Regions from separate parts of the Zea mays genome. Here region 1 is linked to region 2. The links are chromatin contacts, called in public Hi-C maps. All regions are on one chromosome and are shown on one strand. The core of a region is the stretch at or near the end of the contact, and the rest is flanking DNA. Distances in the headings are between cores, read along the strand shown.

Region 1 (4,091 bases), core at 482-2,981, 260 kb before region 2:
TGTTCTCCAGTATACCTCATATCACTCATTGACTTGAAACTTTTCCCATTTCTACAAGAGCACGACATGATTTGTACATTTCATATACAAAATATTAAAAATTGCCAAAATGAATCCACTCATATAAATAGGAAGTTTATATGACATGTGAATCTCCAAATGATGCAACTTTGCTTGCAGAACTGAATGTACTCTTACCCTTAAAAAAATGGACAAATGGTATTATTGTAGGAATGAAAAAAAATGATAATTTAGCTTGTTTTAAACAGTTCCATATATTTTGAATATTATGCTGGATGAGGTGCACTGCAATGCTTGCTAAGGAACATGAACTTACTCAATGGCAGACACCAGTTGTTTAACTATTGAAGCTGGAGGAAAGGTCAGTTTTGTTGAACAGGTTGATTCAGTTGGTATGCTTGAGGAATCCTCGTTCTCTGGGGGGCTTATTTCTAGGACCTGGGACCACGAAGTTTTGAGTAGCATACGTGAAGATCCAGCTGATTAAATAGCCAATTGTGCTTATAACAAGAAATGAAATGAAATAGAGAATTTAAGCATCCAACAAAGAGGCCTTTTGTGTACTTAACAAAAAAAAGGGGGTTTCGATACTAACTGCAGAATTATGAATATTGTCCCTAACAGCTCCCGCAAACTCAATATCCAGTCCAATCCACCAGAACCGAATGCTCCATTTGGCTGTGTTTAACACACCCAACTGCCCCAGTTCGTCATAAAAAAATTGCTCAGGGGAGGCTCAGCACACACAGCCATATGCTTCCATGGAATCTACACCCTGGAGCATTGACAAAGCCCAACAAAGAAGTGACAGGGTAACTACTACTAACTGAAAGGCCTTGATTTTCTAACAAGCCTCCGCAAAGCTTGAATCCAGAGCTTCACGATTCTGCTGAGCCACACTGTGAGAACAGAGAAGCACACAAGCCAATAGCAGTTCAACTGCCTGGAACAGCAACCACTTCCACCACAAGTCGACATCAATTCACCAATCTCTCCGTCACAATCAGCTCAACTGCTCGGATTCAGCACCATTACCACCAACCCGCGCGAGCACCGGACTGAATGGAGCAGCACCCAGTTGGAGGAGTAGAACGACAAGAACCCCGTACCTCATCACGCGGCGACGGCGGCTTCACGTCCGGCTCCCGCCCCGTGGCGCTCGCTTCGGCGGCCTCCCGATCCAGAGACGTCCTCGGCGACGGCGCCCGGCTACGCCCGCCGGATCCTTCGGCATCTGCGCCCCCACCCACCACAACCGATCCCACCCCATCCCCCGCCCGGGAGCTCATCAGATTCGGAAGCGAGAGCGAACAGCGAGCGCGAGGACCCCGCGCCGACGGCACACGTACCTCGGAGGTCGGCCTTGATGTCGGTGAGCACGCGGGCGGCGGCGGAGTGGATCGCGGTGCGCGCGCGGGACACCAGCGACTGCGGCGGCTGCATGGTGTGGCCTACCTGGCAGTGACCCGGGGCCGCGCAGGAGGTGGGAACATGCGGAGGAAGGGGAGCCGGAGCACGGGGGACTGGAAGAAGGGAGCCTTGTATTTTGATTTTAAAAAACGGGATTTGGTAGTGGCAGCGGTGGAAATTCAGGGGCACGTCCGATCCGGTCGTGCTCGGCCGTTGGATGGCTGGGCTGTGATGGGGCGGCGGTGGTGGTGGCATCGTGGACATGGGCATGGCTTGTGTGAGTTTTTTGAGCTGTTTTTCTACCGTGTCCTTGCTTGATCTGGTATATTTATAGGGCACTATCACTTTGAAGGGGTCAGCAGCTGATGATGGCGATGTATCTGGCACGAGGGAAGTTTCATGGTGTATGAATTACGAAGACGTCAAAGACGCATCGGGATCTCAGGCCGTATACTACACACACACTATGCAACCAAAAAAGACGTGGTTTGTCTTTCGTTGATGGATATACTCGTGTTTAGAAAGTACGCCATTTGTCTTTTGTAACTTGGCTACACATGCTTGTAGAAGAAAATGGCATAGCTTTCCGTGGTGTGTGTGTGTGTGTGTTTGTTTACGGAGCCGTTGAGATCACAGCGTCGCTTTCGCGCTGCAATCACGATGCCATTTGAACATTTCTCTGCTCATGTAAAATTCCTCGGTTTCGTGTCACGCGAGCACGTACAAGCTTTCTTCACTGCTCAGGACTCCATCTGGGACCTCTTCCCGGCTGATCATCTGCTACACCCTTTTTAGTCAAGGTACGACAATAATCACCGACAGAACCGTGTGCGCGATAGACAGAGTCAATCAGCGACCAAATTTTAACGGCCGGGAATTCTGGAAGATTTCACCACGAACCGAGCAGTGAAGTTCCAGTCTCAGCGAAAGCGAATGGCTCAACTCGAACCCGCACATATTGTGTTGGTAATTTTTCGAAACTCCTCCCAAAATCTTTCCATCTCTTCGGACTAGTTTGGGAGCGCGAAGACTGGAGAGAATTAGAAGAGCTAAAATATTTTTTATTTAAAATTAAATATAAAGGTAACCACTCTTGTATAAGCATGTGACAGCAGTGAGAACATGTAATTGAAGTCGGACATGATCCAACCATGTGATACTTTAATAAGGAGATCTGAGCAGTGTAGCAAAGTGTCACACGACTCTACCTCCATTATAAAAGCTTGGCAGATGGTAATAATGTTTGTTAAAATTATGATTTTACAACTGCACTTTATAATTATCACGGTAGTATCATAGTTTAGCCAACTAAAAAAATACTAGCTACTATTTGAGTATAACATTATACCATAGTATTTATGTAAAAGCTAGCCATATTATAAAAACTTTATATTGCCTCAGAAAAATAAAAACTTCATAATGAAATGAAGTTTTCAATACTCTAAAAACACCATGTTATGCAAAATACTATAATTAAAATCAATGCAAACCATACACCTTATGACACAAAATATTATGGTGTTCCTATAAATCATAGTATCACCTAGAAACTATAATCATAATTTACTTCCAAATAGGTTCCAACAAGTGAGAACAATTATGTTGCAGAAAAATAAACAGAAGGGATCATATCAAACCAAGGACAGATGTAGACATAGTTCAGCACTAATAGCAGTATTTATGCGGCCTAATTAATCTGAGATAGCTAGGCTTTTCCCTTTTGTAACTCAATTTTTTATTGTAGTCTTTTTAATACAATTTCACGTTGCACTCTTGATGGAACTAAAAGAATCCTAGATGTCATCACTGTGATCTAAGACACTGATGTTACATGGCTTGCTGTCATAGGTCATTGCACCACAGTATCATACCAAAAATAGTGTGGACATCATCGTGGCCTTGATGTGGCACAACATCATAGCTCGTGGCGCCGAGGTCAGTGCCACAGATCTTCATGCTAACCTTGGCTCCACGAGCTACGGTGTTGAGCTCTAATTTAAACAAATTTAGTAAGTTCCTACGCCAAGGCTACCCTAAACCCTCATATGTTAATAATGTTTGTATTGAAATGAAGTTTTCAATACTCTAAAAACACCATGTTATCCAAATACTATAATTAAAATCAATGCAAACCATATATCTTATGACACAAAATATTATGGTGTTCCTATAAATCATATTATCACCTAGAAACTATAAACATAATTAGGTCCCAACAAGTGAGAACAATTATGTTGTAGAAAACTAAACAGAAGGGGTCATATCAAATTAAGAACAAATGCAGACATAGTTCAGCACTAATAGCATTATTTATGCGACCTAATTAATCTGAGATAGCCAGGCTTTTCCCTTTTGTAACTCAGATTTTTTTTATTGTAGTCTTTTTAATACAATTTCACGTTGCACCCATGATGGAACTAAAAGAATCCTAGAGGTCGTCACCGTGATCTAAGACATTGATGTTACATGACTCGATGTCTTAGATCATTGCACCACAATATCATACCAGAAATAGCATGGACATCATCGTGGCCTTGATGTGGCACAACATCATAGCTCGTGGCGCCGAGGTCAGTGCCACAGATCTTCATGCTAACCTTGGCTCCACGAGCTACGGTGTTGAGCTCTAATTTAAACAAATTTAGTAAGTTCCTACGCCA
Region 2 (4,005 bases), core at 8-2,507:
TGAGGATCTAGTGCTTGTTACTATTGGTAACCAATATTACCTAGATGATTCGGTGACGATTGGGGTGTTGTGACCATCTGAAGAATTTGTAAGTAACCGGACCGATATTTTATATATGGTTGTGAGCGGTTGTTGTGTTGGAGTGACAAAGAACCAATGTGCCGTTTGGTTCACATATTGGTAATGTAATGAGTAACCGATAACGTTAAATCATGTTTGTTTAAGTCCAGCCGTAATTGATATCACACTATAAATGGATACTACCTTATTCAAATTTGTTACCGCCAATATTTGAGTGTGAATCATTACCATTACCATTTACGTTACATTTCGTGAACCAAACGGCACCCAACTTGTATAAAGCACTTGGTCTTTACATGTACAGAGGGAGTGCCACTGTTGTGTGGTTACTCCAACGAGAATTAGTGGAAAGTGCCGATTCTCCGAAAACTTATAAAACATCGAGGAGTTTTCTATCCCTTAATTTAGCATACACATTTATCTTTGGGCATTTTTTTGTAAGAATTTATATTTCTAGAACTACAACGATAGTATAATGTTGAAAATTATGGTACAAAATTTCTATTTACACATTAGACACTCAAATAAAGTCGGACTTACAGTTAAAACTTAATTTACATAGGATTTTTTAGAAAAATAATATACCATCTTTTTAAACACGATGATCCTTTCATATACACGTGCTACCTTCGTTGTACACATAGGGCGTGATTGGTTCGCCCACTGCTCGCGCGCAGGCTACTCGCGTGCATTGACTGCGCCTGCGAGCACGTTTGGTTGGCTGCACGGCGCCGTCCAGGCTCTACACGCGCGAGTGCAAACAAGATTATTTTGGGCTCTTTCATCTTCATGCGAAGGGAAGTGGCGCACTCTCGTTTTGATCGGGACATGCCCGCGCGAGTGAGGCGTGCCCGTTGCCGTGAACTAATCACACTAATAGTGAAATTAAATTACTATTTTATACTCTAAGATAGTACTCTCTTATTCTTTTTTATTTGTCACGGTTTAGGTCAAACCCTAAACTAGCAGACGACAAATATTTGACAACGGAGGTAGTATGTTTTAGCTCTTAATTTTTATATATATCTTTAGATAGATGATAATAAATCTAGGTATATATATAATACGTATATCAAGTATTATATGAATTTATTATTTTTTCTAAAACAGTTTTTAATTTAAGCAAAGGAAGTATATAAAAACAACTTGAGCGGAGCTGTATCCCAACTCCCACAGTTTCAGTTCCGTTTCTCCTCTGCAGTCCCAACTCTCCTTTCTTCCCATTCCCTTTTTGCCTATTCCACCCCGCCACACCTCTCCGCGGCACCGGCCGTAGCACTAGAACATCGGCAGGCGCGCGCCTCCTCCCCTCCACGCCTCGATTCGGATGAAGGCGGAGAGCGGTGGCGTTGTCCGCCGGAGTCTGCAGAAGACGGAGTCGGCGGAGATGCGGTGGGTGGTCCCGGGGGGCGCCAATGAGGACGTGGAGATCGAGAGCTCCGACGACGGCAGCGTGGACACCTCCGCCACCGCCTCGGGCTCACGGGGCGGCGGGTGCTCCGACGAAGACGAAGGTTACGAGAACGATGAGATGCTGCGCCAGCTTCTCGTGCGCACGGGCCCGCGCGCCGACTCCTTCGACGTCGAGGCGCTCGATGTCCCCGGCGTGTACCGTCACCAGGTCCCCGCTCCACCCACTCCTATTTTCTTTGTTGAACTGCTTGCGGCTCTCAGTGGCGGGGAGGGCTTCGTGGTGTTAGCCCGTGTCAGGCTTCGCCCGTGCGGTTTCCCGTTGATTGCTTCCTGGCCGCGACGCGCGATCCAACAACGTTTCTGTGTCAGGCGACTCTGCCTTCACCTTATCTCTTGTTTGCATGATGTACCGTGGTGATGAGGGGACTTGCAGGTTCGGAGTAGTACAGCATAGCATGAACGAAATGTTTGAGGGTGCTTATTGTGGCTTGTAGGGTCGTATTGCTTACCATGAATGAATGCTTGAGGGTGATTACCGTGGTGTGTACATGTATGCAAAATCTTTTGCAGCACTAGACTGGTGGTTCTGTCATACAGAGCTACACACTTCTGCTATTTATTTTGATCGATCGCTAGATTGTGTGAGCTTGTTGAAGTGTTTTTCTGGCTGTTGGCTACCTAGCGGATGCACCCTTGTAGTTGTTTAGTCTCCTAGGCCGTGTTGATCCATGATATAGGGCTTCGGTTCACTCTCAATCCATGTGAATTGAGTGAGATTGGGTCGATCCTACCCAATACACTCCAATCCACATGGATCCATGTGGATTGGAGTGTATTGGAATATATTGGGTTAGATTTTGACTGGCTATGGATTTAAACCGACTCAATACCACTCAATCCACATAGATTAACGGTGAAACGAAAGCTCTAAGTGGGTGGTTTCAAGTGTATGATGTTACATGCAAGTGAGATGCATGTGTTGTTGCTTATATTAGATACAATTTTTAGATTCAGGATTTTATTATAAAGGGTAACATCTGCCCTAGAGTCTCCATTTTTTAGTACTGTAGCAACATATCTGGCAATTGTTCTTCATGAAACTTATGTTGTTTTTTACCTTTTGGTTGACCAATTATAGACTGGGCATTTTGATGTGGTATTTTGAACGAGTACAAAAGTGTCACATCAAATTAGGCTTACTGGGTTTCACAAGAAAGCCTTATTTTCTTCTTTATCTTTGATACCATGGATGCCTGACCGGTACAATGATACTAGTGTGTTATATTTTTGTAGATGAACGTTGAATTATTAATTTGATCTGCAAGTCACTTCACTGGTGAACTTTCATTTCTTGAATGTTTGGCTGGTTGCCCATAGACATTTGAGTTAATACCCTATATATTACTGGTGATATTATGATGTAGATATCGACACATTTAACGAAGAGTGAACATTTAGTTGGTATTATGGATAGCAATTCTGGACTCTCTTGTCTTTGAGCTACTCAGAAACAGCTGGTGCTGGAATGAGCATGTTGATAGCAAATGAGATTTATGCTAGTATCCTGATTATACTCATCAAACTGCCATCTCTAGGTCATCATCAGAGTTGGTTGAACTCTTTGAAGTTACATTGATATTTCATTATGTTCTAGAAATTTTGATGATAACGATGTGAGTCTTGCTTAATATTGGATGGGATAATAAATCTGAAACCACTTTCTTGAGGTGTAATAGAAAAACAGAAAATAGTGATCATGTTTTTTTAAAAAAAACTATCTACAAAATGATACTCTGCAAGTTTGACACAATCATCTCTTTTGCTTCTATTGCCTGTATTTCACCATGCTATTTTCTGTTTTTCCCTATCAAAATGTACTGTCATGTCATGACAAAATAATTAGTAAGCAACTTTAGTTTGACATTAGGTACTCCACCTGACATGTTTACTATAAAGACATCATGCATCAATAGGGTGTCTGCAAATTCCATTTCTGTTTTCCATGCAAATATCATAACTCTGCTGATACCTAGGTATTGTCCTACTTTCAGGAATTTACCTTAGGCAGCAGTATTGTGCTGACTCTTCAGACACTAGGCGTTGTCTTTGGGGACGTTGGTACTAGTCCACTGTATACCTTTGATGTAATGTTCAACAAATACTCAATTACTGCAAAGGAGGATGTTCTCGGAGCTCTCTCACTTGTAATATACACTCTCATTCTGATACCATTTCTGAAGTATACACTGATTGTTTTGTGGGGAAACGATGGCGGAGAAGGTATTCTTTTGTATATGTACCTGGGTACTAGAGTAAATTAGGCAAAACAAACCTTATTCAACTTGTATCTAATATTTGTTTCCTGATTATTTGGCAGGAGGGACATTTGCTTTATACTCATTAATATGCAGAAATGCAAAGGCAAGCCTGCTTCCTAACCAATTACCTTCTGATACTCGTATAGCAAATTTCAATCTGAAGGTGCCTTCAGTAGAGCTCGAGAGATCTTTG

Evidence for each region. Hi-C and Micro-C count contacts between places; a contact is called where the count stands out from the background.
Region 1: a Hi-C map of bundle sheath shows a contact between it and region 2, with 2.1 times the contacts expected there. The contact joins the promoter of LOC103633215 here to the promoter of LOC100193955 in region 2. A contact is called at or near these places in 4 of 25 Hi-C or Micro-C datasets (bundle sheath, ear, endosperm and 1 more).

What each region holds. Positions count from the first base shown.
Region 1 is chr7:161,447,264-161,451,354 of Zm-B73-REFERENCE-NAM-5.0, reverse strand. LOC103633215 (rab3 GTPase-activating protein catalytic subunit) reads right to left here and starts at 1,731. Exons shown (of 13, transcript XM_008654909.3): 1 at 1,371-1,731; 2 at 1,131-1,255; 3 at 338-459; 4 at 1-51. The coding sequence starts at 1,701.
Region 2 is chr7:161,188,502-161,192,506 of Zm-B73-REFERENCE-NAM-5.0, reverse strand. LOC100193955 reads left to right here and starts at 1,257. Exons shown (of 10, transcript NM_001359359.1): 1 at 1,257-1,702; 2 at 3,546-3,774; 3 at 3,872-4,005. The coding sequence starts at 1,409.